6 separate regions of the Mus musculus genome follow, and regions 2, 3, 4, 5 and 6 are each linked to region 1. The links are chromatin contacts, called in public HiChIP or PLAC-seq and promoter capture Hi-C maps. All regions are on one chromosome and are shown on one strand. Each heading gives the region's core, a stretch centred on a gene start, on an enhancer-like site or on the middle of the called end of the contact. The rest is flanking DNA. Distances are from core to core; before and after follow the strand shown. Region 1 holds the start of Smyd2 (SET and MYND domain containing 2). Region 2 overlaps Rps6kc1 (ribosomal protein S6 kinase polypeptide 1). Region 3 overlaps Rps6kc1 (ribosomal protein S6 kinase polypeptide 1). Region 4 overlaps Rps6kc1 (ribosomal protein S6 kinase polypeptide 1). Region 5 overlaps Rps6kc1 (ribosomal protein S6 kinase polypeptide 1). Region 6 has its middle 41 kb from the start of Gm38452.

Region 1 (5,081 bases), core at 885-3,384:
TCATGGAATGTGAGACCGCTGAGTGGCAGAGCGGCAAGCATGAGATGCATGGAGGGTGCTGTCATCGGTCTGCCCCGGCTGGCTGGGAGCCGCGCCTTGACCATTTATTTTAAGCACGGGTTTTATCATTACGGGAGGCTCCTAACTTTACAGCTATTGCCTCACTGCCCCGGCTCCAGTCATTCGAATTCATCCCGACTTTTCTGAAATGAAGCTGCTTGTTTTCCAGTGTTCTCCGGTAACACTCAACCTCTGCCCTGAGATGCCCTGGATTGAGTCCCCAGTGCCCCGGGGGACTGGGTGTGGTGCTGCATATCTGTAATACCATCACTAGGGAGACAGAGGCAGGAGGATTCAAAACCCAAGGTCATTCTCTGGTACTTAGGGAGGTTGAGGCCAGCCCGTCTCAAAACAAAACACGCAGTAGGAGAAAGGTGTGTGTGTGTGTGTGTGTGTGTGTGTGTGTGTGTGTGTGTGTAATGGAACACATTTCTCAAACTCTGCAGTGAGTTCTTGGAAGAGTAAACCATGTACTGAGTTTACAAACATGTTGTTTGTTTATTTCTATGTCTTTTCTTCTTTGTACTGCTAAGATATCCTTCCGCAAATCAGAATGCTAAAAAGCAAGCCAAAATGAATCCAAAAAAACACGCTGCAGATCTACATAGGTGGGCATCTTTAGAAAGTCTCAAGATTTGAGAAAATGCTTCCAGCAGACGGCAGAGTGGGCTCTAGGCACAAACCTACCTGAGAATGTTGCTTGTCACAGGTGAGTAGGGTATGGAAGAGGGTTTCCCAAATCTTACACCTATTTTAAGGTAAGCAAGATGTGTTAAATAAGCACATTAGCTCAATGGTACCCAGTAATGAAGGGTTATTATTACGTGGAATTGAAGGATCCAGGCCTACACTTTGTCCAAGTTTATAGTCCAGTGATGTCCATGGTTACTAAAATGGATACATGGACCTACAAGATAGTTCAGAGTATAAAGGCACCTACCACCAAACCTGACAGACAAATCAGACACAGGCCCCATGTGGTAAAAGGTGAGAACCCACTCCTGCAAGTTGCCCTCTGACCTCTACACATGTTTCCAGCACACATACAGGGGTATGCTCGCACACATGCACTCATACTTACAAAAAAAAAGGGTAATAATAAAAAATAAAAATGGGCCAAAGAACCCATACCCACGGTGCCCTTTCCTTGGAGGAAGGCTTATTCATATTATCACTAAAGAAATTTTATTCACGGGTTCCAAATCCCCCATTCTATGATTTGCCCTGTGAACGAAAGCTGGAGAGAAAAAAAAAACAAACCTGCAGCTGGCACTGACCCTCTTTCTGCAAAGCTAATTAACCGACTTGAACTTCAACCTTTGCGGAGAGGCTGCAATGTCTGGAGCTTATTGGCAGTTTTCCTTGGGCCCTCTCCAGTTCCCTTAATAGCTACCCGTTGCCTATCCTGTGTCTAACCTACCAGCTCGTGAATAACAGGTAAAACCGCCTGGAACATAATCAAGCCATACATTGAGAGTGCAGTCAGATTGCATCTGAGGCCTGTAGCTGAGGTTCCCTCCCTTCTGCAGCCAGCCTACCTGGGGGGTCCCACCGACATATTTTTGACGTCTTGATTTATGACTTTCTTTTTCTGTTATTATGGAATTTTTTTTAATCAAATTGTTACAACGTTGGAACGTAGACTTTGGGGTAACCCAAACCTGGCCATGACCCCTCCTATTGGCTCCAGAATGAACTCTCTCTAAGTTCCCTGGGAGGTGAGAACTGTGTTTTTTAGCACGCACAGCTCAACTGCAAACCACACTCATTCATTCCCTGCTCCACCACCCGGGATCTTAGTGGGGACGCTGTCTGCGGGCACAGCGGGTGGTGGCCTGGGTGGCTTGGGACTCCAGCCTTCCTCACCGGGCAGCGCAGCCTGGCGGGTGCAGGCGGACTCCCGTGCGCGCGCCCTGCGCACCGCCCTCCCGCCCCGCGCTCCGGGGCGCGGCCAGGGCACAGCACCCGCCCCGAGCAGAGCGCCGAGTTCCTTGAAGGCCGGCGGCCGCGGCAGACCTGCCTTCGCTCCCTCCCTCCCTCCCGTGACGCGCGTGCCCCGCAGCGCGCAGCCGCAGCGCCGCCAGCATGCGCGCCGAGGCCCGCGGCGGCCTGGAGCGCTTCTGCAGTGCGGGCAAGGGCCGGGGGCTCCGCGCGCTGCGGCCCTTCCACGTGGGCGACCTCCTCTTCTCCTGCCCGGCCTACGCCTGCGTGCTCACCGTGGGCGAGCGGGGCCACCACTGCGAGTGCTGCTTCGCCAGGTACGCGGGGACCGTGCGGGCGGGAGGGGCCACGCGGAGCCACGTGCGCCGCGTCCGCTGAGCCACGGCCTGCCCCGCAGCCGGACCTGCGCCGCCCCACGCGTGTCCGTTCTAGCTTAGGTTCTCTGTGGTCCCGAGGCCTCCCGAGCTGTCCTGAGATGGGCGGCTCCCCCACCCCCTAGGGAGTGATGACCCGATCAGCCAGGGACGCTTCCGGTCATTCTGGAGGAGGGAAGCTATGGAACAGACACGCCTATGAGACTGGGCTCCGTGGATTGGGATGAGGGGACACAGTTTGTTGGGAGAATATTTGATTGTACTACTTCATACATGTCCTGAGTGTGTAGATGCTGTATCCACGGCCACATGCTAAGCCTTAAGGTAGTTGCGGATCAGGAAGGTGCGTTGGGATTCCCCCATCCCACCCTGTGTCTTCATTTTACAGACACACTTTATCTTAAAGGCCGAGAAGAGATCATTTTACTGTTGGGACACTAAAGCCCAGAGAGGAAGGGTAGCTGTGTATACACAAGGCACTAATTAGGGGCTGGAGCCTGGCCTGTCAGGACTGACACGTCCCGCCCACCCACTTCCTTGCTTCCTAAGTTTGCTGAGGTAGGGGGTCTGGCTTTGGAGTTGAGCCTGTCCCAGGCCATCTGTGGATGCCTGAGGAAGGAACCCTGCCTGACTTGCTTTGAAGGTCAGTGTCATCACCTTTGAAGTGGAGATGGTGGGCTAGATTAAGCTAACCTGGGGTTCTGCAGGTACCTCTTGCGGGCTGCCCCCAGTCCTGCACTCCACGAAGCTCTCAGCCTCCCAGACTCGTGCGCCTCGTTCTACAATAAGACAACAAAAGAATGGACAAAGGTTGCATATTAGAGTAATCTCGGCCGGACTCCCTGCCAGAACTGTCTTCCGCTGGGGGGGACCTGGAAAGGAACTAGACGCAGAAGCGTGCCGTGGGCAGCGGAAGGGCTGTATGTGATGTGCCTCTTTGAATTGGCGAGCCAAGAGCTAAAGGGTCATGGCACCACTTTGCGACGTTTGAGTGAAGTGAGCATTGGGTTTTCCCAAAGTTAAAAAGGCTGCTGCAACTGGTCCCTTGATCTTCTGAGCCTCGCTGTGGCTGGGAGTCTGCAGCAGTGTGGGTGTCTGCAGTAAAGGAGCAAAGCGGGTCACCCAGCACAGAGGGGGCCTCCGTCAGGGGTCCTGGCGCTTGGTGTGCGGTGAGAGGCGTGGGCCTTGCGGAGTGCGTAGTAGGGACTCGTGGCCAGTTCTCTCCTCCTGAAATTAAATATCTGCGTTGACAGCTGAGGCGTGCTTCTCTCCTGTTGGGAGTGTCCTGATTGTACAAAGACACACAAGCTTCCAGAAGTACCCTTACAAATCACCCAGCCTCAGGAATCCTGTCATTTGTGACAGCTAACCCCCCACTCCCCTTGACATTTGTTAATGTCACTAATTTTGCCTCAGTTCCCTCTCCTGGGCCCCCCAGGCTGCCATTCCATTGTCAACCAATCTCTTCTGTTTGGCTTATGTAACAGTCAGAACTTGGAACTCAACTAAAATATTGCCCAAGAAATAAAACTCACAAGATCCGTGCACCTAGAGAAATCTTCGTACCGCATCCCGTGGTTGCCGTAAAATCTGGTTAGTTTTGCTAGATCGTTCTAAGACTGTGTTACTCCATCTCCTACTTGTGTGTGACTGAGGCCTGACCTGTTCTTGTGTATTAAAGGGGGGGATGCACAGCTCTGTGGAGTTTCAGGAGCATGTTACAGGTGGGGTGCGTGTCGGTTCATGTGTCATGCCCCCAGAAAAAAGCTGCGCTGTCCTTTTTTGTGCTAGAAGTATAGTATTATCACTTAAGATAGATGAGCCTCCCGGGGTCTCATGCCACATCTACTATGTTATAATTTAACTCACTTGGGAAGAAAAACTATTTCTCCAGGAGTGAGCATGTTATATTAACCGAGAAATAATGGTAGAATGTTATTTTTTAAGCTCTCTACAAAATAGGATTCTTAGTGCCAGGAATTTTTTTATTCCCCCTTCTGGCAGTTTTAAATTAGTATCACATTTTCTCAGCTTGGTAGGTGACATTTGGGAAGATGCAGATTTTGCCTCAGCTGCTAGAAGGCAACTCCTAAAAATATAAGTAACTTCTAGGTGAGAGCTATCCCTCATATATACATACATATGCACGCCTGCCCACCCACCTGCCCATATGTCTGTGTACGTGTTTTGGTCCCTGGTTAACATCTACACACAGTTCTTACACATTCTTTAAATATATATATATTTCAAACTGAAAACTGGACATTCTGACTCAATTTTATTGGCTTCAGAAAGAAAGGCTCAGCTGTGACCAGGGGTTGACTAGAATATACTAGAATATTTATTCTTCCTCTAGGACCGAGGTCTCCCTCTTGATCTTTATTCTCTTGCTCCTGGACTGCTGTATAACGAGGATGCTGAGTGTGGGAGAGAGCCCGAAGGCCCTCGTGGCTTTTGCAGCAGGGAGCCCTGTGCTCTGCCAGGCTCACACGGACTGAGGCATTAAGAACAAAGAGGATGAGAAGTCCTGTCATGAGCAGTTAGACTTTTGCCCCCTTGTCCTCAGGTGAATTCCCTAACCGGTCCATCTTGCTTCTCCCATTGCCTGACATGAAATAGGCATTGATGGATGCAGTTACATAAAGGACCTCAGAGGCAGCACTCAGTGCTGCTCTGACTCCAGCTATTCTAGAATATTCTGTAAGA
Region 2 (5,081 bases), core at 962-3,461, 960 kb before region 1:
GGGCCGGACTAAGTCATCGGCTCCCACAGGAGTGCATTTATGGATGACCTCATCTTGGTGACTCGGGGACTGAGCTCACAGCTTTTGGAGACATTCACTTCCAGACAGAGCTGGATGCCGAGAGATCATTATTTCTGTTGTTGTTTGCACCTTGAATATACAACTGACAAATTCTAGTTTACTTCAAAAGGAACGTACTGATGGAAGCATGAAAACAGAATTTCTGTTTTTGTTTTAAGATTACTGTAGTACAGTAGAAGAAAGAACCCTCTTCCAGATTGTGTAAGCAGTAACTCGATGGTTAAACTGGCATCTACTGTAGTGTGAAATAAAATTAAGTTTTCAGACAAAAAGTAACTTTTTCCTTTAAAATTATTTTAAAAAAGATTTTCTTTTATTTTATGTATATGAGTGTTCTAACTGCATATGTGTTGTGCACCCACATGTGTGCATGATGCCATGGGAGGTCAGAAGAGGGTGTCAGAGCCTCTGGAGCTGGAGTTCTGAACAGTTGTGAGCTAGGACCCGAACCTTTAGGAACACATGCTCTTAATGCTGAGCCATCTTCCAGTCCTACGTAAGATAGACTGGTTCCTTGCTATCTACTTTGTTGAGAGCAATTAGATGTCAGTCTCTGAAAGATGAAAGGACACCTAACTGTTCATGAGCATCTTCTTTCCATTTGAAGCTTGTGTGCTTCATTTGATGGTGATGGACATGGGTTACAGCCTCTGGGAGCATCTCTCTCTCTGCTGGCCTGCTTCTGAGATACAGGTGCCTTGCTGCTAAGCCGTTCATTTTGATGGTGTTGTTTATTTAAAACATTGGAGGATTAAGTGGAAAGATGTATAGTTATTTCAGTTTGATTAAAACAACCTCTTGTATAAGGCTAGACTAAGGTCTCTGTTGGTAAAGTGCTTGACATCTACATGGGAGAATCTGAGCTCAGATCCCCAGTGCTCAGGTACAGTCCCACTGCTCCTGCAGTGAGATTGAGATGAGAGGTGGAGGCAGGAGAGTCCCAGGAAGCTTATAGGTCAGCTAGCCAGGGGTAGTACAAAGAAGGTGGAAGCCAGGACTGACATTCAAGGTTGTCCTCTGACTACAGGTGTGCTGTGCCATCTGTGTCTACACACACACACACACACACACACACACACACACAAATACATGGAGGATTAACAAAAAGAAAAAAGCCCTTGTGTGTGTGTGTGTGTTTTTTTCTTTGTGTTGTTTTTATTTAGTGAATTTAAAATTTGTGCTTCAAGGCAGAGCTAAAGTAAATGTGGATGTCCTTATGCTGGCTGTGTAATTAGAGACATGTCTGTGTTAAGACTAAAGTCTTTGTGGTGTGGAGTGCTGTAAATTGTGACAAAATAGAAAGTCTAACTAAAGCAGGTTACACTTGCGGTAGGATTTTATTTTACAAATGTCCACAAGGTGGCGCTGTGGAAACTAAGATCTTAGGCCTGGGCTTGCCCTCAGTCCTGTGGCTTACTGGATTAGGTCCCTGTCTCTCAGCTTGAAGGAGTTATATTTTGTTTTTAAGTACTTATTTACTCATGTTGTTCACAGTTTCTGACTAGTTACATTTTCTTCAGTGGTAAATCTTAAATAGGGAATTTAATTTTATGTAAATTTAATTTAAGCACAATTCAGCCAGGGATGGTGCTCTATACCTGTAGTCCCAGTACTTGGAAATTGAGACAGAAGAATCAGAAATTGAAGGCCAAATTCACATAGTGAGTTTAAGACTTCCTCAGAGTTTCTCTCTTAAAACCAAAACCAAGGAAAGCCTAACAAATACACAAAAAAAGATAGACACATGTGTGCTTGTATCAGTGTGTGTGACACACGTACGCTGTGTCAGTGTGTGTGTGCCCTTGTGTCAGTGTGTGTGACACATGTACGCTGTGTCAGTGTGTGTGTGTGTGTGCTGCTTGGGGAAGAGAAGGCACAGAGAGTTTGCAGTGACTCTTGAAACCCCAAGGCTGTTATGGGTAACACTGGATATTTAGAACTTAGTGGCAGGGTGGGCCAAATTGAAAGGTCATGATTTGTTTTGGTCACTTGGGTTTCGGATTAGAAGGACATTGGATGTTCCAGAGTACTTTCCTTTTCAGTTAAACATTGGGGTTTGACTGTGGTCAAGTGTGTGCTGCTAGGTGTTTGCTAAGTCCCTGACCTCTGACTTGCTGTGGATGGTGAGCACATTCTAGTGTAGGGAGGTCAGGGCGGGTCTGGAAAGGTGGCTCAGCAGCTGCCGAGGTCAGTTCCCAGAGTCCACATTGGACGGCTTCACAACCTCTCATAACTCCGGCTCTAGGGAAATTCCATGCCCTTCAGAGGGACCTGTGTGTACATCTACACACACGTGTGTAGGGTGACAGTTGGAACCTGGAGCCCACAAAACAAATGGGCAGTGAAACAACCGACTCTGAGTGCAAGGGGAACCGGGCAAGCACTTCACTGTGTTTTTGCTGGCCTGTACTGGGACTGGTGCTGGCCTGTACTGGGACTGGTGCTGTCATTTGAAGTCTGTTCTGTTCCTAATAGATACTCAGTAGGGTCTGTGGGACTCTGAGGTTTCTCAAGGGTGAGGCACAGGCACATTGCTAACCTAGGAACCGTCAAAGGCTGCTTCTTCCTGGCCTGGAGCTGCTGCTAGCTCACTAGTGTGCCGTAGAGTACCAGACTTGGGACTAGCACACAGCTCTAGATTTAGGGATTGTCTCACAGACATATTGAGAAGGACCCATTTCTTTTCTTCCTTTAGAAAAATGTATTCTTTGACATGTGTGGTGGCACATGCCTTTAGTCCTAGCACTTGGGAGGCAGAGGCAGGTGAATGTCTGTGAGTTAGAGGTGAGCCTGATCTACACGGTGAGTCCCAAGACGGCCAGGACTGTACAAGAAGCCCTGTCATGAAAGAAAGTGTCCTTTGACAATTTCATACATGCATGTGATGTTCTCCATCCCGCTCTTCCTTCCCTCTTCTCGCTGTTCCCCCTTCTCCAAGTAGATTTCCTCCCTGCTTTCCCTATTTAAATCCAGTGACCACGGAGTGTCGAGTGTTGTTATGGCTGTTGCTGAGTGTAGTGTGGGGCTGATGGCTGAAGCACAGGCTTCTCTCCATGGCTACACTACTAAAGAAAAATGGCTGCTCTTGCGCCATCCAGTTGGTGCTGTGCGCTCCCCAGCTAGGTATGGGGCTGCAGGAGCCCCTCCCCTATGAAGGGCTTGTTTCTCGGAGTCATGGATCTGCATGCCATCCACTTCTGGGTCATCTTGGTTCTGGGCTAGGTGCTTTTTTTGTGCATGAAGCAGGAGTGGTTGCTACTGGGACAAGTAGAAAGTCCCTTTGGTTGAGTGTGGCAATGTTTGACCTATAGAGTTGAGTGAAGGTGATGAGCTGATAGTAACGAGGCCATGTGTTTTATATATAGTCCCCCACGAGAGGCCACCTGTTGTCAAAGGAGACCGATCTCTTTGTGCAGCTGGTCTTCAAATGCGGGGTTCTGATGGCTCATACTGTAAAGCTCCTGTGTGTGGCAGCTCAACCTTTCCCCCAGGCCCGTCTTTCAGAGATGGTGTCCTAGGCAGATTCTGCTCTACTGTATGACTCTGAGCAGTTCAAAGCCCAGAGGTGAGGGCAGGTAGGTGGACTGGGATGCTAAATAAACCCTTCGTGCCGGTAGCTGCTTTTTAACAAGTCACCTGAGGCCCTCTAATAGCACCGAGACTGGGATCTCTGTGATCCACACCCAGAGGCAGGCGGCTCATGGAACCTTTGACTTCCCCTGTATCACTTCCAAAAGAGGCATAGGGCTCTGTGCAGTGGTAGTGGAGGGTGAGCCTGCTACTCGGCTGATGTCCTAGGAGGGTCCCTGTGAGGATGGGTTGATGTTGACAGGTTGTGTGTATATTGTATCCAGTACCTATGGCTGCCCTTCCCACCACTTCTCTTTGTCCTCAGCAAGACTCACAGCCTGTATCGTGCTTGTAGCTCCCTGTGGTGTGCTTACTCACTTTCTTTCTGGGTTGTAGTCTACTTCATGTGATGCTTAGATGTAGTTTTATAAAAAACGGGGTGAGTTATAGGACCATGCTGAGCAAGATTACATGAAGCAGATGTACTCAAGTGTAAGATGAGTGGAGTAGGTATTAACTATTTACGTGTCTTGTGTATCTTTACATCTGCCTGGGTACACATGTATACACTTGTGTGTTTGCACATCATGTCTATATACATCTATGTACACTTGTGAATTTACATGCCATGTTGGTATAGTTACATGTGTGTGCATATATATGTGTATGCTTACCTGTCTCTCTGTACTTTTTTCTATATGTGTGCACATGTATACATGTACATACACATACATAGATACACACACACATAAACACACACATACACACACACACAGACATACATTCACACACACAGACATACATTCACACACAGACATACACACACACACACAGACACACACACATACACACACAGAGACATACACACACACATTCACACACACACATACACACACATTCACATACACACAGACACACACATACACACACAGACACACACACAGACATACATTCACACACACACACAGAGATACAGAGACACACACACACAAGGATGAAGACTGGGGTTTTGGCTCAGTGGTTGAGAACTTACCTATTATGTGTGAGGCTCTAGGTGTGATCTCCTGAATGATGGAAGGGGAAGGTAACCTGAGATTCGTTGTTTCAGTGGTAGAAGATCTTTTGAAGTATGTGTTAGCAGCTTTCAGTCACTGTGACAAAGTGCCTGAGGCTAACAACTTACAAGGTGGAAAGGTTCCTTTTGGTGTGCACCTTGAGAGGTTTTAACCCATGGTTGGCTGCTTTGGGCCTGTAGCAAGTCAGACAAGCATGATGGCGGAGGCTCAGTGGTAGACTGTTTGCATGGCATGTGTGAGGCCCATTTGATCCCCAACCCTTTACTGAAAAAGCTTTTCTTTTTGGACAGCTTATTGGAGAGTACTTCCTTGAGAAGGGAGTTGAGAAATTGCTTCAATAAGGAAAAGAGGGAG
Region 3 (5,081 bases), core at 1,672-4,171, 920 kb before region 1:
GCATTGAAACTAATGGACAGGCCAGGACCCGGCAGAGCCAGCTTTTAGTGAGGTGTGGTGATCCATGCCTAGATGTATATGCTGGGAGTCTGGGTGTGGCTGATGCAGGATCCCAGTGTTCAGGGGCTGAGGCATGAGGTCACAAAGCAAGACTTCATTTTAAAAACAAAGAAAAACAAGAGCTGGATGCAGTGGTGCACACGTGTAAAACTAGTCTTTGGAGGAAGATCATGGGCCAGTATGGTCTTTGAAACCCTGTTTTAAAACCAAACAAAAAGACCCAACCCAGCCGGCCTTGAACTCCTAGAGATCTACCTGCCTTTGTGTCTTGAGTGCTGGGATTACAGGTGTGGGATCCTGTACAAGACCAGCAATGTACAAGACCAGCATTTTGAAAGAAACGAAAGTCTTTTGGTTTTCTCCTTTAAAAATTACAAAATAAGTAAAGGGTAAAGAGCAGAGAGAAATGGTTGAATCTTGGAGTGGCTCTGCAGGTGGCGGTTAGCGCGGGACCTGCTGGTGCTGGCTTCCAGTGCACACAGGAGCCTAGCGAGCCGTGGCTGACAGGGAAGCATTCCAAGGAGGCAGTGAGCGCTGTTAGGACCTTTGCTTTAACTGTTTTTGGTGACTTTTTCACTTCTGGAGGTCACTTAACAACTGGTTTTGAGAACAACATTGATAGGGGGTTGACTCAGTACAAATACAAAGCTGATTCCCCGACTGACCGGCTCTTGTCACACACTGAAGTGCTGTGGGCTTCGCCTTCTGCAAGACATGTAGATGGGTAAATCATTCCTTCTTTCAAGGCTGCCTTTTGTTTTCAGAACACTTAACATAAGGTGGAAATGGTAGGCTATCCCTGAGAAGAACAAAGCATCATTAAATATAGTCAATCATCACTTAAAACGGTAGCCTCCAAGGCCATCTGAAATAGGAGCATTCTTTCCTGTGACCCAGTTGTAAACAAAAACAAAAGAAAAAGCAAAGAAAAAGCATCAAACAGAACTCACCACAGTGCACACAGATTGGCCTGAAGTCCTTGCTGGAGTGAGGAAGCCCAGAGAAGCCTGAGGCCATTGTGTGGGCAGAGAGAGGGAGAGAGAGAGGGGGAGGGGGAGGGGGAGAGGGAGAGGGAGAGGGAGAGAGAGATAGCGAGCACGCTAGCTCATGGGTAGGATGTGCTCAGGAGAGGCTGGTGTGGGTATCAGGTTCTGTGCATGTGCTGAGAATCTGGCTAGGACACCCTGAAAGGCTCAGGAGATTGCTGGAGAGGTGCACATCTGGACAGCCGTCTCCCAGACATCTGAGCTTGCCAGTTCTACATTCAGTGCTTTCTTGTGAACCAGTGAGGGTGGATGCAGGAGGTTGGAGTGGAAGAGCCGCTGGTGCGGGTGGGACTGGGTTCTGTTTCCTGTGTGACTTAGAAGGTGCCCTTTGCTCCTTGGTAGATAAGTGAGAAAAGACTCTGATTGCCAAGTAAGTTCTGGGGTGGCACCACAGGTGAGAGGGGTTTCTCCCCTGCAGGAACCATTTTCTCATGCTGACACTGTTAGGACAATTTTCTTTTTTTAGAATTACATCAAAATATAGATTTATTTTTGGTATGTATCTAATAGTGTGGCTTTTGAATTAGGTTCTTCATATTCCTTCTGGGCTCCTTTCATGGTGAGGATGTAGCTGTGAGCTCTAATGTCTGTTCATCTGTCTGTCAGCCTGGGTGTCTGACTGCACCTTGCCATGGGATGCTGTGCACGCCTGCTCAGGTTTGTTTTCCTCTGTTGCCTGCTTGCTGTGATTCTCCACACTTTTTTTTTTCTTGTTCTACTCAAACAGGACAATCAATTTTTAAGTTCATCTGCCTTTTCCCTTCTGTGCCAGATGCCACAGAGGGACAGTTTGGCTTAGAGTCTCAGAAGCTGTAGTCCAGTGTCGCTGTCCATTGCTTTGTGCCTGAGGCTGGAAGGCGTGATTTGGGGGCATTGGCAGAGCCTCGCACCTCACAACCAGCCAAGGATCAGGAAGAGCAGAGAGGAACCCAGGACAAGACGAGCACCCAAGAAGACCAGCCCAGTGACCTTTCCCCTCCAGTTAGACCTCGTTTCCAAGCCTTTCTGCCAGGCACGAGGTGAATCCACTGTGGGTCTGCAGAGCCTCAGGAGGAGCCGTCCCAGAGGCTGCACCCAGCAGCTGAGGCCCAGTGTTAACACTTAGGCATTTGGAGTATACCCTCACCTCCAAATTAGAACAAAGCTGGCTTAGGCGTAGAGCTTAAAATTAACTCTGTAACTGAGAAGACATTTCCCATCCTGAGCTCTTATTTTCAGCTATAAGAGAGAAGAAATACATTTTTTTAAATAAAATAAGTAGAGTGCAATTTGATGAACGGGTGCCCAGTGGTCCTGATTCTTGCATAGTTGAGTATTCCCATAGTCTAGCATACAGAGAACATGTATTCTGTAAAACATCAGAGTTGGTGTCCAGAGAAATGCAGTTTTTAATTTTTCCTTTTATATTTAACTCCACTTTTTGACAGGACAGTGACTGTATTTGTCATGGTCCCCCAGAAGCTTCCTAAAGCCAAGATGTGCACATGTGACTGTCAGCTGTGCTCAGTGGTTTATGCTGTCAGAGTCCGAGTAGACACAATGCTGTCTCTAGGCTAGGGAGCCCAGGAAAACAGCAGGCTGATAAACCAGGCAGCTTGGGACAAGAAAGGCCAGCGACATTTCCTGGAAGGTCCTTGGTGAGTTGCCGAGTGCATCCAGGCTGGAGGATCTAGAGTTTGGAAACTCCCCCTGCTTGGGAAGGGTGGAGCTGTGCAAGCCCCCTTCTGCTTTCAGTCCTCAGTGCCCTATGCAGAGTGCCTCTTTCCCACCTCAGCTCCCTGCTCCACAAGTCAGTCATCTCTGGAAACACCTCCACAGACATCCAGAAAGTCAACCCAGTCAGTGTGACAGGACTAACCGGCAGTCTTGAATAGTGGGAGTCTTTCTCCTTGGAATGCCAAAGCCTAGTGACAATGCCTGTGATCATTTTTACTCACTAAAACCTGTCTGAACCGCTCTGTGAACACCACGATGAGTTGGGGCTATTCTGGAGAGCTGCAGCTTTATCTTTGTGTTCTAGTCCAGGGTTCTCTCAAGGGCTGGTCTTCATCCATGGCTGCTGTGTGTCAGTCACCACTGCCTTTGAAGGGGTCGAGTGAGGAATCATGTTGTCTGTATATAGAAGGTACATTCTGAAACCTTCCCGGGATTTCTCTCATGCTCGTAGTTTCCATGGAAGTGGCCCACCATCAGCAGCAGGAGTTCATTTCAGTGCTGGCTTGTAGTCCTCATTTCTCTGTTACTATGGAGACTGCCTAGAAAGTGGCAGAAAAGCCAAAAGTTTAAAAAGCAGTGATTTGATGACAAAATTATTGGGACTGTGTGTGGCTGTAGCCAAATATTCCATAACGGCACAGATCTCAAGTGAGCGTGTAAGACAGGCGACAGGCTTACTACTTTGAATAGAGCTGAGTTTGAAGCTTAACAAATGCTAAAGCGAGGTTTAAGTTAGAGCTTGCTGAATATTACCTAGAATGTGAAGAACGAGTGGGTGGTGTGTGTCATAGTCCAAAACAGTGAGCCTAGCCACAGCCTGGGTGTGCAGAACCGGAGACCAGAACAGCGTTGTTTGCGAGTGACATCATCTCACAAGTGTGTGGCATGTACTTGTGATTTCCTTGTTTGATCTTGGTGTGTGTGAGTGTGAGTGTGTGTGTGTGTGTGTGTGTGTGAGTGTATGTGTGTCCCCTTCCTCACAGGCCATTGGACATTAGTCCACAAGGATCCATAGGGGTAGGGGTGGGGTAATGTCAGGGTTCAGTTGGCTGTGAGTGCCAGCTGATTAAGTTCTGGGATCAGCTTTGATGAGACAGCTCAACATTATTGTTTCAGGATTAGGGTGTATAAAGGCTTTTAGGGGTACAGTGGAAAGGGCTAATTGGACACAGTACAGTATCTAATTATTATGCGACCTGGAAGCCAGAGCAGGTGCTGAGTTAAGTTTCTTTGTACAAGGTCATTCTTCTGATAAGGCCAGGAACCTGTGTTCAGGGACACTCTTCCCAGGTGAGAAACGGAGTCCTCCATTTTGTACTAATCTCAGAGCCATCTGGTCATGGGGTACTGCAACCTTTCTAGCAGGGTTCTCCAGCATGCACGTGTGTGTGTGTGTGTGTGTGTGTGTGTGTGTGTGTGTGTGTAGGAACATTGTGAAACAGGATGGAGAAAGACTGAGCCAGAAGAGCAGGAAGTCTGCTATGAGGTAGCATCGTCTATATGTCAGGGAAGCTGTGTCTATGAAATCTGAAGGAGTATGGTCAGCTAAGGTCACAAGAACTGCACAGTGACAGCACCAGGTGACAGTGTAGATGAGGGAAGTCCCTACCACTAGATGAACGACTGCTGAGAGAGGGAGAATCTTCCCCAGGGAATTTCCATAAGTTGTGGTTATCCAGTCCCAAATAGTCAGCTCTAAACACACACACACACACACACACACACACACACACACACACACACAGAGAGAGAGAGAGAAAGAGACAGAGAGAGAGAGACAGAGAGAGAGAGACAGAGAGAGAGCGAGTGAGTCTTTTATCCATCGGAATGACATGGTGTGTCTCAGTCCCACACAGCATCCTGTTCTGAAGAGGTGAGAGCCGAGGCTTGATAAGCTCTCGAGTCTTGGGAATTTGGATGCTGTCTTTAGGAGGCAGAGACCCAGGTTATTAACAGACTGACGTAATTTTATACTGTCAGGATTTCAGGTATGTCCCTGCTTTCCTGTGTAAGATGAATGACACCTGGTTGCCAATGAAGTGTACACAACTCACTCAGTGTGATTTTCATTCAGAATTACAAAGTGGTTTTATTCTTGGGTTGGACTGGATGCTCGTGCTGTCTGCACCTGTCAGTCCCAGAGCGCTGAAGGCTTCCTGAGCATTGTGTCTGACCCTAGTCTTCAGTTGGAAATTGAATCCTGCCTGAACCAGGGCTTGGCTCCCACCCTCAGAACTTTCTACATACAGTTTTTTGTGT
Region 4 (5,081 bases), core at 1,086-3,585, 890 kb before region 1:
CCACTGTCCATCGCCTTATGTGTGGAGGAGACCATTGAAGGACTGTGAGTGCATTTCCATGCCTCGGAGGGCCATCTTGTGAAGAACGTGTCAGGAGCCCTGCCTGCCGGCAGTGAAGGGGAGAATAGGTCTCTCTGTGTGCAAGAACTCAAAGCCCATGTCTTCCTTGCACCTATGGTCACCCATCCTTCCTTAGTCTTTTTTTCTGGTGTTCTTCACCCCTGAGTTACGCACGTGGAGCAGCCTGGCTTCTGTCACTTCCTTATTCCTTCTGCAGGGTTTCCTTGTCAGTCCTTCAGGGGGTTCCTGTTGAATGGGCAGATGGCTGCTCCACCTTGTGCTCTGTCTCACATCTGAATCATTCTTTCCTTGTAATGCCCTTCTTCTGGTTGCTTTCGTACCCACTGCAGTGTGCCAGATGTGTAACTAACACACTGTTTGCACATGTGCAGGGCAGTTTAGCAATGAAAGATGTTGCGCTGGAGCTAGCTGGCCGGGTATACCTGTCACCCTTCTTTGCTTGGTAGCTTTTAAAGCAGGGTCAGCTAACATTTCACAGTTGTTTGCTCACCCTTGAACTTGGTTGATTAGAGATGTGCACTAGCTTGGGATGTTGAGAGTACCCCATGATCGCAGTCTGAACCCCAGTACTGTGGTCGTGTGACTTTGTGGGGGGTGCTCAGATATAAACCCTCAGTCCTGACTTCATTTCCAAACTCCATTGACACCTTGCTGCCTAGCTTCTGTGTTCTTACTGAACCTGCCAGCTGTGTCCTTAAAACACAAACACCATTTCTACCCTACTGTCAGCAGAGCTGATCACAGCGGAGTTAGCTGTCTGAAGACCCTAGTCAGAGGCCTTGCTGTGGTGTGTGGAGGACCTGTCTCTATGCACACTCACACTGCTAACAAGCTGCCCTGCTTGCACAGTTGGAGGAATGAGCTGTCCCCTTGCTGGTGGTTAGGTTAGCTCAGGGCTGTTCTTTGCTTCTAAATGTTGCCTGCTCCTCTCAAGCTCTCTCTAAGTTTCAGCTATACCCCTTTGGTTCTTGCCTATGTGGGTGGGTCTACATCCTAGTCAGCTCCTTCTCATACTGGGAAGACCCTTTACCATGCCACTCTGAAATTCATGTGATTCAACATTACCCACCTGGGCAACCCAGGTGGTCCCCATTTCCATCATTTCTGTCCTTTCTACCACAGCAGAGTCTGCTCACAGACTCTTGAGTGGGGTGTGAGTATGTCTGGGGACCATGACACTGTCTGTGACATTCCCATAAGGATTTTGACATCTGTTTGGGAGATGACAAATGAGCAAATGAAACTAAACTGAAGAATTTGAGATGCTATAATAGAAGTCAGTACAATATAAATGCGAGGACAAAGGAAGAGCCATCAGTATTAATAAGAGAGACAGAGGGATTGACATTTGAGCTAAATATGGAGAGATGAACAGTTGTTTGAGTAAGTGGCTGGGGGAATATTCCGTAGAGAAGCTGCAATAATAGTGACGGCAGTCATGACCCTGGACGAACTCTGTAAGAGCATCTCAGAGCGGCGGCCCTACATGGTGGCCGCCCTGGTCATCTTTCATCATAGCATCACACCCAGGGCCTCATGTCAGCCATATGTGGAACAAGGCGGTAGCCAATGCTGATTACCCACATCGGACATGGTAAATGTGTAAAATGAGGAGGGAGAAGAAGCAGGAGGTGGCTAGGAAGGCCCAGGAGGTGCAGCTCCTTGGTTGACTTGGCTGCTGGCTTTGTAGTTGGAGAACTGAGAGACTTGGAGCTTGGGTTTGGGGTCTCTGCAGGACATTTGTGAGGTGTCTGTGTGAATAGCATTGTATTAGCACACAAGCTGGTTTAAATAGTGCAGGTGAGACAGTGTGAGGCTGTCAGAGAGGGTGACAGCAAGCCTCTGTAATGCCAAAAGAAAGGTAGTGGCAGACACTCATAGGCTTGCTAACTGGTCTTTGTGGCCTATCTCTGCCATAGTATTTAGCAAAAATAAGCTGTAGATGTGGTAAGATTTATCCTCGTTCCTTTCTCTTAGGCTGTCAGGGGTGGCCATTCAAGGGGGCAGTGTGCGAAATGAAGTTCATGTACTGATTGTCTTGTTCTTACAGAGACATGGAACAGTGATACATCTGAACACACTTAGAAATGAAGCCTTGCCTGGTCTCTTTGACCACAGAGCTGTGCAGTGTGCGGGGGAAGCTGGGGGTCTGTCACAACGCCTTGGCTGTCAGCTGGGCAGAGCTAGTCTCTGGTTGGGGTGGGGCATCGGGGCAGGACAGATCTTAGCTATGGAGTCAGTAGGATTTGCTCTGGTCCAGAGTAGAGGAGTACCCACAGGATGCCTGAGATGGCGCTAGAGTCTCAGTTATCGAGAACCTGTTAGAGTGGGCTGCTTAAAGATCACAGAAGGTTGCCACTTTATCAATTTTAATGCAATTACTTCCTCTTCACCATGTGAGAAAATTCTTTGACTGTGCACTCCATCCACTGCCACCTTGTTTTGGGGTTTTCCCACTTTCAAGGCTGGCCTTGTTTGCACCTGCCGTCTGCCACCAACTTCCAGTTGCAACAGCTTCGTGTGTACCATGCTGCACTTTTAAGAAACATATTTTAAAAATAAATCTAGGAAGCACAGTGATGTTTCTATGCTATAGCAGTTTTAGAAAAGGAAATTGTAATAAAATTTTTGGGACAAGTAAGGTTTTTTTAAAAAAGTCTTTTCAGAAATTATAATTTTGGAAAGAATCACAACCAGGACCTGATTCTTTGTCTCTCAAATTCAAGACTAATGTTTCATTATATATTGCTAAATTTATTAATTGTATCTTTTACTTAGGTTTTACTTGTAATGGATACAAGGACAGAGCAGACATTCATTTTAAAAGTAAGTAGAATTTGTAAGTTTAGTGAATTTAAAAATTGACTTTCAAAAATAAACATAGTTTTGAAAGAAAAATATTTTTACATGGCACTTGAGTGTTTTATGTTTTTTAGTGGTCAGTGTTTCTGTTGTTTGCAGTTGATAAATATGGTGTAGCTTCCATTTAGAAAGTTCTTAGTTTAGAGAATGTGTAATCTGAATGCACAGACCTCAGGATTTGCTCCAGATACGCTGTTCCGGTTCATGGGGGTCCATGGGCTTCAGTTGAGCTGATTACAACTCCTAAAACCTGACTTCTGCAGACACTCTTAGCAAGTAGCTGTGTCTGGGCCTGGTCTTTAGTGCAGATACAGTACATAATTAAGTGGACAGTTGTAGTTTTGATATTGTTTTTGGGATGGTTTGCAATAGTATGTATTCTAAATATATCCAGATTAAACATCCCATAGCGTCCAAAAAGGTGGCTTGTCTTGAGCATCCATTTTCTCTTGCTGGTCAGGCACGACAGGAGGTCACACTGACGTGTGTGAAGATAGCCACTCTTTATGAACAGTCCATGCCCCCACACCCAGTGGTATTTACCTAGCGTTTTAAAACCTGCGTGGAACACCAGAATGCCCAAATCTTGTGCTTTTGGTGATTTGTCATTAGTGTTTTGGAAAAGAATTTAAAAGTTGCTGCTTCATGCAGGATACCCCTGGTGTCTGGAGAATGTGACTCGAACTGGCTGCTGCCTTAAAGACATACACAAGGAAAATCAAACTTAGAGGTCACAGAGAAATAACCGTGTGTCATCCTGATGACTTAGTTTGAGAGCATCGCTAATAAAAACACTGACCCACGTAATTGATTTTAATGGCAGCTTTGTGGCATCTTCTGCTGTCTGGATTCACGCCAGATGCCATCAGCGGAGCCTCTGGGGACCGAGGGGCACAGAGCAGCAGATGAGTGGTTTCTCGAGCCCCGAGTAACTCGGATAGATTAGTTTGGTTGATAAACACTGAGCACAGCAGGCTCCAAAGGCAACCACGGGTACAACTGACCTTTTTGTTCTCTGTCAGGGTCTAAGGAAAAGCAGCGAGTGCAGCAGGAACAGAAAGACCATCATCCCCCGCTGTGTGCCTAACATGGTGTGTCTGCACACGTACATCATCTCGGAGGAATCGGTGTTTCTCGTGCTGCAGCGCGCCGAAGGTGGGTTGGCCGTGAGGAGCATCGCCTGTGCCGAGTGCTAGTGCTAGTGATGTTGCTTTGCCTGCCATTTCATGAGCATGGACTCTGTCTCCTGACTCCTGCTCAGCCTCCTTGCTCTGAGTTTGGAGGGAACAGGACAACCCAGGTGATGGGCCAGCATCACTCACTGACCTGTGGGACAATCCTCATTCGTGCAGTTTGCTAGGAGATTTACTGACAGAATGAGAGCTTCAGTGTGCGCCGAGAGAGCGAGACTTTATTTAGAGATTTAATTCTGTTCCCTTGTCTGCACTAAAAAGCTACACTTACGTTAGATGACTAAAAAAAGCATCCCCTGCAGAATTAATTAATTGCTTCCTTCAGAGGGAACGCAAGGGTGTTTGCTTAACATTTGACATTGCCTCGTTTCTGATCTGCGTCTCATGAACACAGCATTTCACTGGCATCAGCATGGGTACAAAGCCGAGGCCTGGGCTCCGCCTTCAGCCGCATTGGAGCACAGGTGGCAGAAGGCACTCATTCGATGAGTCCGTGTTGCCTGATAGCACCTGAATTTAAATACATATCCTTTTATTTAGGTGACTTTATTTAGGTGTTTATGTGAAAATAAATTCACATAACACATATTGCCTTTTGGTGTTAAAACAGGTATTCTTAAAATAATGAAGAAAATATAAATTATTTTCTACTCTTACTGTAGAAAGCGTCCTTCCTTACTGTATATTGAAAATGAAATACTCTATGAAAATACTCTATTTTTATAATAGACATAACATTTGAATTTAATACCTTTTTCTCAGGAAAAAGAGACACTGCCTTCTGGAATGATGTCTCCTATGATAACTAATGCAAGGTTTTTGGTGGGGGGCAGTAAGGTACTAATGTTGTTATGGTGGAGCCTGCACAAGATAACGAGATGGAGGGAAGACCCCACATGCAGTGTTTAATAGGGGATTCAGAGGGGCTCCACGGCTCACAGGTAG
Region 5 (5,081 bases), core at 893-3,392, 870 kb before region 1:
CAGAGAAGACAGAAGGCTGAATCGTGGAGTGTGTGTGTGTGTGTGTGTGTGTGTGTGTGCATGAGTGAGTGTGTGTGTGCATGTGTGCATGCCCATGCTTTACTCAGGTGTGTGGAGGCCATAGTCTGGTGTGTTCCACTGTTGCTTTCCACATTATTTTTGCAACAGTCTTCGAGTGAATGTGGAACTTGCCTTTAGGCTAGATTGCCTGGCTAGGGAACCCATGGGTTTCTGCCTGTCCTGTACCCTACTGCTCCACTGTGCCTGACTTTTAGCGAGTTTGGAGTTTTAAACTAAGGTCTCATATATGTGCAGCAAGTGCTATACCCCCTGAGCTACCCTGCTGGCCTGGAATGCTTAATCTTAAGCATTGCGTTCTTAGGATTTTGAGGAGCTGCTTTCATTTACACCATATCCCCATTTCCTATGAAATCTTGTCTGTTTCGGTCTCCCTCCATGCCACATGGAGGGCTTATTCTTTCTAAGCAATTCTTCACAAACATTTCCCTCAGATAAATGTCTGGAAATGCTAAAGTTTTAAGAAGTTAAAGGCATACCATATGCAGGGCTTGCTCCTATGCAATTCTTCATAAATATTCCTTTCAGATAATGTCTGGGCGTGCTAAGGTTTTTGAAAAGTTAATGGTGGTAAGGCAGGTGAGGATGCAGAAGCCCTGTTAACAGCAGAGAGTGCAGCCTTGACCTGCCTAGCCCAGCAGAGCAGCGGGAAGAGCTGTGCCTGTTGTCCTCAGTTTCCAGTTAGCCTTTGCCTCATCCATCAATGGCAATGGCTTTGGTCGGGAGTACCATGACACCCGGTGGCCGTTCAGAGCAGAGTTGTTGTGAGATGATCAGTGCAGAATGGAGCATGCTGTTGGTTTTCTCTGCGAGACGTGTGGGCTGCGGGAGGAAGCAAGGCTGTGTAGCCTAGGAATCAGTCATCCAGATGCTACATGACATGGCACACACCGCTCTGATTTCATCTCCCAAGAAAACAGCGTGGGGTGATGCCTATAAACCTTGAACAAATAATTGTTGGCCCCAGAGTGCTGATGAAGTGAAACCAAGCGTTTTGGACCTAGTTATGCAGATAATTCAAGAAAGTGTAGAACCACATCACCCTTAGGAGAAATCCAGACCTAAGTGGGAGGGGCCTAAGCTGAGCCGGCCCATTCGGCTCCTGCTCCTATCCTGTTCTCCACCCCACAGCAGTCAGGGGCAGTTTAGCTAACACACACTGAATTAGGAGAGCAAGGCAGGAAGCAAGGCTGGAGCCTCTCTTGGCCCAGCTTTCTTTCTTTCTGCCTGGCATTTGCACTAGACCTTTTCACGTTTCACAGGCCCGTGCCACATGCAGCAGAGCAAGCTGTCACCCAGAGGCAGCTACTGTGAGAGGTGCCACTCCACTGCCCAGCCGAAGCCACTATCAACTTGCTAACAGTGCCACAGTTAGCATCTGAGTGACTCCCACTGCCATCCTCTCTAATCTGTGTTCCACTTGCCACCGTGGGAACATCAGATGTCATTTAAACTTCATAGTCTACAAGGCGTAAAAGTGCAGAGGACTTGAGATAGATCATGGCTCTTAAAACAAATATTCTCGGCTCTTTGTGGGTGCTTTGAATGCTTTGAGTGAAGTGTTCCGAGATGCAATTGGATTATGTATTCAACACACATTTATCAGGTGCCTCCTGTGTCCCAGAAACTATGCTCGGGAGCCAGAAATAAAGACATAATTGGTATAATATTGACAGTTACTTTTGAAGTTATATCAAAGGAGACTGCCCCAACAGAGGACATAGACAACTGGGCTAACTAGGATGTTAATAGGCCTTCATAGGTGGCTAGTTATATTTACAGAATGGAATTGCACCTAGCTAACAAAAGACAAGCTTAGCTGTCTCTCTTGCCACAGTTGAGTCCATATAATGCTGGACACAAAATGCTTTCCCGTGTGTTTCCTTCTCTCTGGTCTTTAGCCATCAGCTGTAGTGGACGACTAATGCTTAGCCCCTGCATAGAAAATCTTTACACACAGCAAGAGCTGGAGAGAAATTGACTAGGATTTTGTAATTCTAGTCCCTTTCAATTAGCAGCAGATGCTGCAGGGAGAGCTTGCATGTGTGTGGGAGCACGGGACTAATGCTTCCCAGTGCTAGCTAAGGGACACGTGTAGCGGGAGAAAGATGCTCTTTCCCCTGGCTCACGAGTATCAGTAATGACAGATGGCTTTATTAAAGCACCTTTCTTTACTATGTGCATGCATTACTGATGCCTGGCTTCTTGTAAAAACTTTATAAAATCTTGACTATTTTAAATTTTAGTAAATACTTTAAAATTTTACAAAAATTTAGACATGCCAAGCTCCCTCCAAACACATACACACATGCACACACACACACACACATGTGCACACACACACGTGCACAGTGCACACAAGGTCAGACACTTAGTGTAACCAGCACTGACACATACACACACACACACACACACACACACACACACACACACATACACACACACACACACACACACACATGCACAGTGCACACAAGGTCAGACACTTAGTGTAACCAGCACTGACACATACACACACACACACACACACACATGCACACACACACACACGTGCACAGTGCACACAAGGTCAGACAGTGTAGCTACTACTAACATGCATATGCACAGGTCAAGCCACTTAGACAAAGTAGTCAGCATTGACAGGCACACGGGCAAGGTCACACACACTTGGTGTAGCCAGCACTGGTATGTACACATACATGCACATAACAAAGTCAGGCACTCAGTTTTTGTTTTTGACAATTTGCAAAACAGAGGATCCTGTAGCAGAAGTCATCCGTGTTTCTCCCTCTTTTACACAGAGGGCTTCTGCTATCATTTTAGTGTCGTGTATGAGTCTGTGGCTTTAAGATTGGTCCATGCCTGATACAAACTTGTTAGGTTACTGTTTGGCATTGCTTGAGTGTGTGGATGGTGATTTAATGGAGTGTTATTTTAAAACTTTATTTACTATAATTTCTGCTTTTTCACTGAGTTTTATTTTTACCCTCCAAAAGAAAAGTTAAGTGTCCAAGACGTATGTATTTCACAAGTTTAGCTATGAAGAATAATGTAGCCTATCCAGAGATCTATAGGTATGTAGATATGCGCCCCTTCTGCCTGCACTTGGATGTTGTGGTGCTGTTTGTGTGTTTGCTTTTTGAGACCGTCTTACACTGTATGTAGCCCAAGATGGCCTGGAACTCACTATGTAGCCTAGACTCCTTTCAAGCTCAAAAATCCTCCTGCTTCCAGCTAACTCCCAAGGACTGAGTCACAGGCGTGAGCACCATGCCTCTATCTAGGAGGGATACTTAAATACTTATCCTAAATTAAAGTAGAATTTTTCTCCATGTAAAATTCTCTTTAAAGAATTTCGAATTTATTGATCTGCAGTCTTAGAGAAAGCCAGTGAACACAAGGTGCTGCTAGGAGAGGTTATGAGTCATCCCAAGAAGGCATTTAACACCTTTAAAGGAAAGACAAAGCCTGCATTTGGGATGTTGGAGACTACAGCACCTAAGAAAGATGCACGGCTGATTCATCCTCACGAGGCTGTGTCGGAAGGTGGCTTTCACTCAAAGCCTCGATGAGTTTAATCTGCATTTTCTGGTTTTCTCGATTTTCCAGTGTGGCTTCCAGAAGAGTTTAGCTCTGTCTTTGGTTTTTATTCTTCACTTGAGCCTTTGATACATGCTTAGTTAATATAATACTGCGTGGTCTGGAGCAGCACCCCTGGCCCTGCAAGTGTGAAGGTGGCTCTAACTCTGCCCCCAGTGTCCGTCCGGTTCCCTGAGCCCGTGAGCGTGCTTGGCTTGGTGTCTTTGCCACTTGCCACATGGTTAGAGACCACTTCTCTCATTTTTCCAGGTTGGGAGTGGATAAGGGCAGGGCCTCCTTTTGTAAACAGGTGTTCCTTGAACTCAGGATCTTCCTGCTCAGCCTCTGAGTGCTGGGATCATAGGCTACCACCACAGGCTCAGACGTGAGTCCACACTTCCCACTTTATTGCTTCTAACTCAGGAGCTGGCTCCATGTGTTCTGCTTTTGGCTGTGAAGAGGAGACTGAGAAGACTGGCAGTCACGGGCTAAGCAACTCTCATTCTGTGCTTTAGGAAGTCTTGGATGGTCAGCATTGATAAGACCACACTGTTTTTCTGAAAACCCCCGTGACTTGTTGAAGTTCTGGGAGACAGTCAACCCTAGTCAGACAAAGGCGCCATCGCATTCATGGCAGTCTTTGCTGTTCCATCCAAGAAACATGATGGTTGAGTCTTTAGTGGGAGTTAAGATTCTGTTCTGAAGTTAGGACTAGAATGGGTGGTAGATTGAAATTCTGTTGAGTTTTGTTAGCTGCTGGCACTTGCTGTGTGACCTACTCAGTCTTTGGGTGAGCTGGGACATAACTCAAGCCACATGGATGTCTTCACACTGCGAGAAGAGGGTGATGCACCTCCCTTGCACAGGCCAAGAATGAGTTCTGAGGAGAGGGAGGGAGGCAGGCCCGGTGGCTGGTTGTGGCAGTGGCCAGAGATGGAGATGAAGCCTGTTCACCTCGGTTTCTGTGAGGACCTAAGAAGTAGTTTTCTGAGGGAAGTGTGTTTTCTCTGGTCTTTTTGCTCAGTGCCTGTGAGACCCCTGTACTTGTGGGAGCAAGGATACTACCCAGCCCAGAGGTTACCAATACAGTGGTGGTGCTGGGGCACACGAGAAGTTAACACGTAGGGAGTGCAAGAAAACCTGTCCTTTTACACAATGTAACAAATTTTCAAAATGGAGTGAGTTTTAAAGGGGTTCCCGGTTTCCCTGCTACACAGTGCTCGTAAAACAGCCACACCGCCGTATGTGGCACTTCCTTACAGTCTCTACATTGTAGATTTAGTTTTGTCTCAGGGTGGGAGAAGAGTATGCAGTGTATGTAGGGCTGTATCCAGTGCTGCTCTGCACTCGGGCTTCTGGCTGGCCTGTCTCCGTCTCCCGTCTCACTGTGGGGTGCTGGTTATGATGTCAGCAGTCACATCGGC
Region 6 (5,081 bases), core at 699-3,198, 770 kb before region 1:
ACAGACACACTTCTACATAAGTATGCACACATATGCACATACACACATACATAAGCCTACATATGTCTTTGTAACATTGCATAAAGATGAAAGCAGAGGTTGGAGAGGTGTATCTACAAGTCAAGGAACACCAAAGCTCGCACAAACTGGAAGCCAAGGGAGAGGCTGGGCCAGGTGCTCCCTTCCGGAGCGTAGGAAGACTCAGATCTGCTGTTGCCTTCATCTAGACACCGAGCCGAGATGAGGGCATCTTCCCTTGTAGCAGTTTGGTTTGCAGCATTTTGCACACAGCCGGGAGCTGCTATAGTTTGAGTCTTAGGTGTCCCCAGATCTATGAGCAGGAGGCTTGGGATCCAGGAAAGTGCTTTGGTTAGAGTCTTTAATAGATGGGTTTGTGTGTGTGTGTGTGTGTGTGTGTGTGTGTGTGTGTTAGACCAGCGGGAGGTACGCTCAAAAGGGGACTTTGGGTCTCTTCTTTTTCTCCTTTGGTTCTTGGCTCATAATGGTATGAAGTCCATGTGCACCGGCCATGATATGCTCCTGGTCCTGCCAAGCCCAAAGCAAACAGGCCAACCTGTCATGACCTGGATCCGTCTACTGTGTGAACAAGAATAACCGCTTTCCCTAACCAGGGTTTGCCACAGCGATTGGAAAGCCGATAGCAGGGCTCATTCTCAGCTTTGATGGACCTCACACACTTTCCTTTTGTGTCTTCCTGGTGATCCCCCACCTCCAGAGCCACTGCCTAGAGAGGAACACAGAGACATATCCATTGGACAGAACCAGAATGCCTGGGCACTGAGGCTATAACTGGACTCCTACCCGGGCTGAGCCCCTCCCCTCTCCACTTCCTTCCCACACTCATCCTCTGTGTCCTCTCCTCACGCCCATCAGCTCCATGGATCTTAGAATGATGAATGATGGTTCTCACTAACCGGGAAGCCCGCCGGGTGGAGATGTCACTGTGGTGGGAACAGCTGCTGCGAATGGTCTTCTTAGTTGTTGGTCCTCAGGAGAATCGTGATGTGCAGGGAGGGAGCTGTCTGGAACAGACTAGGCTCCCAAGTGACTGGGGAGGAGATGTGTGGCCAGGCAATGGATTAGAGTGCAGAGCAGGAAGCAAGATGGTGGTGCAGTGATTGACGTCAAATTCTCTGGATGTAGGGGCGAAGCAGGACTGTCTCTCTCCAAGGCTAGAGGACGTTCCATGACCACTTTCCATCCTTTCTGCATCTCGCTGTGTTCCCCAACTGATTCTCTTCTCCTTTGCTGGATGCTTATGGAGCCAGCCTTATGCCGAACGCCTGCCGAGTCCTCCCATCCATCTGATCTGGTGCCCAATGTGTGATTTAGGGGTGTCATGTGCCCCGCACAGAAGCAGGGCAGCCGTGAGAGGAGGGAGAGAGGTAGGGGGATCTTGGCATTTGATCTGATCAAATGCACCTTAAGAGCAAACCCATCCCCAGCACTGAAGGTATCAGCTGGGTCCTGCCTACAGTTATGTCAAACAAAGTGTGCTAGGAAGTGCCAACTCTCCCTTTGTGCTGTGACACGAGAGCTGCCAAAAGATATTAAAAAGCTCGCACAAGCTAGGTGATGGCAGCCGTAACTATCTAAGTTATTGCCTGACAGCTGCAGCATTGCCTCGCTGCCGCTGGCCTTTATAGTCGCTTCTGCATTCATCCGCCCTTTCTCTAGCAACCACTGCACCAGTCTGCAGTGGGTGAGTCGCCTGCCCAGCCCCTGTGCCTGCAGGCATGGAGACTCGCAGCAAGCCCTCTCGCAGAGAGACACCCACACGCAGATTCTGGGGGAACTCATACTTCTCTTGGCCCGCGCCCAAGCTGGTTTTGGGTTGGTCAGCTCGGACTCCGAGGAACCTTGGACGGGAGGACGGTGCAGGGGCGAGGCGGCGCGCGCCCAGGCACACGCACCAAATGCAGCTTTCTTTTCTGTGTGTTTGTGCGTGTTGGCTCTGAGTGAGCTGGAGCAACATCGCCAGCTCTCAGCCCTGCCAGTCCTACATCTGCTCCCTAAAACCTCCAGCAAATAAGAATGCGGTGGGGTTGTTTAACCAACACTTTACAATATAGACACTTCTCAGCCCGTCTCCCCCTGGGCTGCCCAGGCTCAGGGATCTGATGCTGGTGGCAAGGGTTGAGAGATAAAGGGCTAATGATCCCAGTGGGCATCTATCTCCAAAGCTCCTTCCCTGGCATGTTGATCTGGGGCATAAAACACATTTCATTGTCACGGGCTTTGGGGAAGGTGTGTGCGGTGCAAGCTGGGGTTTGTATTCTTCTGTTGAGTTTAGTCCTTTCAGCTGTCTGCTAAATAATTCACGCGGCTCAGAAAGTAGCGGGGTTTTTTTTGGGACACAGGTTCCACTCCCCTTCACTCTCTCTTTTCTCAGTCCTTTCTTCCCTTCCCTTTCTTCCTTTGAAAGGGTTTTTGGAGAAGTTGGCAGGCTTGGCCTAGGTGGTCTGATAAAAACTGTCTTTCCCTCCCGCCTCTGCAGAGCAGGATCAGAGGTGGGAAGTCCTGCTGCTGGCTGTCAGGAGGCTGTGAAGGTCACATCTAGGGTTGTAGCTTGATGGGTTTCTATTGAGTTCTGTCCGCACAGGCTCTTCTCTGCTGTCTATATGACTGGGCACAGCCATTTCCCTCTGTTAGGGAATCCCGCCCCTGCAATATCCCCAAGAACCTGCCAGTGCCAAGCCCGGGGGTGGTAGTGGTGGTGGTGGTGGTGGAGCGGGGTGTATTTCTGGAATACAGGTGTGAGATGCTTGAGTGCTGGGGAAGGTATCCCGACAAAGTTGGGGCTTTGCATTTGTAACACTGGGCAAAAACAGTTAAATGACCGCACTGGACATTTTGGGTCCCTCATGTAGCTTGGCATTTGTGACTGTTGATGCAGAGCAGGGCCCCCTTCTGTGGAGTAAGCCCCGCCTCTATAGCCAGGCCCCACTGGTTCATGTATAAGCCCCGCCTCTATAGTCAGGCCTCATTGGTTCATGGATAAGCCCCGCCTCTCCAGCACCCCACTGATACCCAGTACAGTTTGAATCTGGCTCCCAAACTCATCATGGCAGCAGTGTTGGGAAGGGCAGCCTGTGGGAGGTGTTGATGTGGTAAGAGGGGTTAACGCATTTCTCAGTGGACTGAGCTCATTTTCTCAGCGCTTGTTTGGTTGCTTCCAGAGAATAAGTCCTTCTAAAGCAGTGGTTTTCAACCCTCCTAATGCCGCGACCCTTTAATACAGTTCCGCATGCTGGGTGACCCCAACCGTAAAACTGTTTGCACTGCTACTTCACAACAGTAATTTTGCTACTGTTAAGAACTGTAATGTAAATAGCTGTGATTTTTGATGGCCGTGGGGCAAACCCTATGACAGGTTGAGAACTGCTGACTGAAAGACAGGCTGTCTCACGTACACACATGCCTGTGCCCGCTCCTGGTGTGGTGAAGCAGCAAGAGGTCCCTTGGAGAAGCCAAGAAGATACCAGGGTCATGTGACCAGACAGAGACCCCCCAAATGGTGAGGTTCAGCAAACCTCTATTTTTATGAGTCATTCAACCTCTTGCTCTGTAATAACAGCAGAGAACACAGAGATCATATACTCCACTATGTTCATAGTATTCATATTTATAATAGCCAAAAGCTGGAAACAACCCTGATGTCCTTCAACAGAGGAATGGATACAGAAAATGTGGTACATTTACACAATGGAGTACTACTCAGCTATTAAAAACAATGGCTTCATGAAATTCGCAGGCAAATGGATGGAACTTGAAAATACCATCCTGAGTAAGGTGACTCAGTCACAAATGAGCACATACACAGCATGTATGCACTGATAAGTGGATATTAGCCCAAAAGTTCGGAATACCCAAGATTCAATTCACAGACCATATGAAGCCTAAGAGAAGAAGGAAGTCCAAAGTGTGGATGCTTCAGTGCTTTTTAGAAGGGTGAACAAAATACTCACAGGAGGAAATATAGAGACAGAGTATGGAGCAGAGACTGATGGAAAGGCCATCCAGAGAATGTCACACCTGGGGATCCATCCCATATAGAGTTGCCAAACCCAGATGCTATTGTGAATGCTGGGAAGTGCTTGCTGACAGGAGCTTGATATGGCTGTCTCCTGAGGGACTCTGCCAGAGCCTGACAAATACAGAGGTGGATGCTCGCAGCCAACCATTGGACTGAACACAAGGGGGTAGGGGTGGGGTCCCTGAAGGATGAGTTGGAGAAGGGGCTGAAGGAACTGAGGGAGTTTGCAGTCCCATGGAAAGAACAACAGTGTCAACAGGCCAGACTGCCCCCTGAGCTCCCAGGGACTGGACCACCAACCAAAGAGTAGACATGGAGGGACCCATGGCGCTGGCCACATAAGTGGCAGAAGATGGCCATGTTGGACATCCGTGGGAGGAGAGGCTCTTGGGCCTGAGGGCATTCAATGCTCCATTGTAGGGGAATGCCAGAGCAGGAAGACAGGAGTGGGTGGGAAGGTGGGGGAGCACCCTCATAGAGGCAGGAAGAGGGGAGGGTGGGATGGGGGTTTCCGAAGGGGAGACCTGGAAAGGGGAAAATATTTGAAATGTAAGTAAAGAAAATATCCAACTTTAAAAAAGAAATATATTTGAAAAAAAAAAAAAAACAAACAAACAGGTAAGGCATTAAGCTGAACCTCTTCTTCCTGCCTTCCATCCTAACCATCAGCTATGTTATGAACTCATCTTGCCCACTACTGATGACTGGCACCTAAATTAAAACAGTTGCTTATGAAGTTCTACATTGACATATATGTGTGTGTGTGTGTGTGTGTGTGTGTGTGTGTGTGTGTTATATCTTCTTATTCTCACCTCTTAGGGTCTTGGGGAGGAGTTCCATGCCTGGGGCTGTGTTCCATGTGAGACCTTATCCTGGCAAGACAAGCCTTTGGGATGGATGGCCACCTGCTTGTAGGCTTGTGGATGGGACTCAGATTCTGAGTCCCTGCTAAATAAGCTTGACACCCACCTCAACACTTCCTGGGAATAGTTTGGACCAAATGTTTGCCCCACTCCCTCCAGTT

The links. Promoter capture Hi-C pulls out the DNA fragments that hold promoters and counts their contacts. HiChIP or PLAC-seq counts read pairs in DNA pulled down with a chosen protein or histone mark.
Region 2: a promoter capture Hi-C map of liver shows a contact between it and region 1, with 4 times the contacts expected there. The contact joins the enhancer-like site here to the promoter of Smyd2 in region 1. A contact is called at or near these places in 8 of 39 promoter capture datasets (the 3T3-L1 cell line, cranial neural crest, hippocampal neurons and 4 more) and 4 of 115 datasets of contacts at active chromatin or transcription factors (craniofacial prominence, embryonic forebrain, large pre-B cells and 1 more).
Region 3: a contact with region 1 is called in an H3K4me3 HiChIP or PLAC-seq map of forebrain, with 6 times the contacts expected there. The contact joins the enhancer-like site here to the promoter of Smyd2 in region 1. A contact is called at or near these places in 5 of 39 promoter capture datasets (the C10 cell line, cranial neural crest, embryonic stem cells and 2 more) and 7 of 115 datasets of contacts at active chromatin or transcription factors (the SCID.adh cell line, embryonic forebrain, embryonic stem cells and 4 more).
Region 4: an H3K4me3 HiChIP or PLAC-seq map of the SCID.adh cell line shows a contact between it and region 1, with 9 times the contacts expected there. The contact joins the enhancer-like site here to the promoter of Smyd2 in region 1. A contact is called at or near these places in 10 of 39 promoter capture datasets (the 3T3-L1 cell line, 3T3-L1-derived adipocytes, cranial neural crest and 6 more), 1 of 484 Hi-C or Micro-C datasets (the AML12 cell line), 1 of 115 datasets of contacts at active chromatin or transcription factors (the SCID.adh cell line) and 1 of 9 other capture datasets (embryonic stem cells).
Region 5: a contact with region 1 is called in a promoter capture Hi-C map of hippocampal neurons, with 7 times the contacts expected there. The contact joins the enhancer-like site here to the promoter of Smyd2 in region 1. A contact is called at or near these places in 9 of 39 promoter capture datasets (the 3T3-L1 cell line, cranial neural crest, frontonasal cranial neural crest and 5 more), 3 of 484 Hi-C or Micro-C datasets (the AML12 cell line, cortical neurons and liver) and 10 of 115 datasets of contacts at active chromatin or transcription factors (cardiomyocytes, embryonic basal ganglia, embryonic forebrain and 7 more).
Region 6: an H3K4me3 HiChIP or PLAC-seq map of forebrain shows a contact between it and region 1, with 4 times the contacts expected there. The contact joins the enhancer-like site here to the promoter of Smyd2 in region 1. A contact is called at or near these places in 5 of 39 promoter capture datasets (the 3T3-L1 cell line, cranial neural crest, hippocampal neurons and 1 more), 2 of 115 datasets of contacts at active chromatin or transcription factors (astrocytes and forebrain) and 1 of 9 other capture datasets (embryonic stem cells).

Annotation. Positions count from the first base shown.
Region 1 is chr1:189,919,344-189,924,424 of GRCm38.p6, reverse strand. Smyd2 (SET and MYND domain containing 2) reads left to right here and starts at 2,134. Exons shown (of 12, transcript NM_026796.2): 1 at 2,134-2,318. The coding sequence starts at 2,146.
Region 2 is chr1:190,877,986-190,883,066 of GRCm38.p6, reverse strand. All of the region lies in intron 5 of Rps6kc1 (ribosomal protein S6 kinase polypeptide 1), which reads left to right. Among named protein-coding and RNA genes, the nearest start is that of Rps6kc1, 31 kb to the left of the region's middle. Within about 2 kb of position 2,211, at least 12 of the 459 cell types and tissues checked have an H3K27ac peak or open chromatin away from gene starts, as enhancers often do. A contact at or near this core is called in liver, where this site is marked.
Region 3 is chr1:190,844,826-190,849,906 of GRCm38.p6, reverse strand. All of the region lies in intron 6 of Rps6kc1 (ribosomal protein S6 kinase polypeptide 1), which reads left to right. Among named protein-coding and RNA genes, the nearest start is that of Gm51740, 27 kb to the right of the region's middle. Within about 2 kb of position 2,921, at least 18 of the 459 cell types and tissues checked have an H3K27ac peak or open chromatin away from gene starts, as enhancers often do. A contact at or near this core is called in forebrain and liver, where this site is marked.
Region 4 is chr1:190,807,900-190,812,980 of GRCm38.p6, reverse strand. It overlaps Rps6kc1 (ribosomal protein S6 kinase polypeptide 1), which reads left to right. Exons shown (of 15, transcript NM_178775.4): 9 at 2,860-2,907; 10 at 3,966-4,098. Among named protein-coding and RNA genes, the nearest start is that of Gm51740, 9.6 kb to the left of the region's middle. Within about 2 kb of position 2,335, at least 10 of the 459 cell types and tissues checked have an H3K27ac peak or open chromatin away from gene starts, as enhancers often do. A contact at or near this core is called in the SCID.adh cell line, where this site is marked.
Region 5 is chr1:190,787,937-190,793,017 of GRCm38.p6, reverse strand. The region is part of intron 12 of Rps6kc1 (ribosomal protein S6 kinase polypeptide 1); the gene reads left to right. Among named protein-coding and RNA genes, the nearest start is that of Gm39738, 30 kb to the right of the region's middle. Within about 2 kb of position 2,142, at least 7 of the 459 cell types and tissues checked have an H3K27ac peak or open chromatin away from gene starts, as enhancers often do. A contact at or near this core is called in hippocampal neurons and trophoblast stem cells, where this site is marked.
Region 6 is chr1:190,687,483-190,692,563 of GRCm38.p6, reverse strand. No RefSeq gene overlaps it. Among named protein-coding and RNA genes, the nearest start is that of Gm38452, 41 kb to the left of the region's middle. Within about 2 kb of position 1,948, at least 12 of the 459 cell types and tissues checked have an H3K27ac peak or open chromatin away from gene starts, as enhancers often do. A contact at or near this core is called in forebrain and hippocampal neurons, where this site is marked.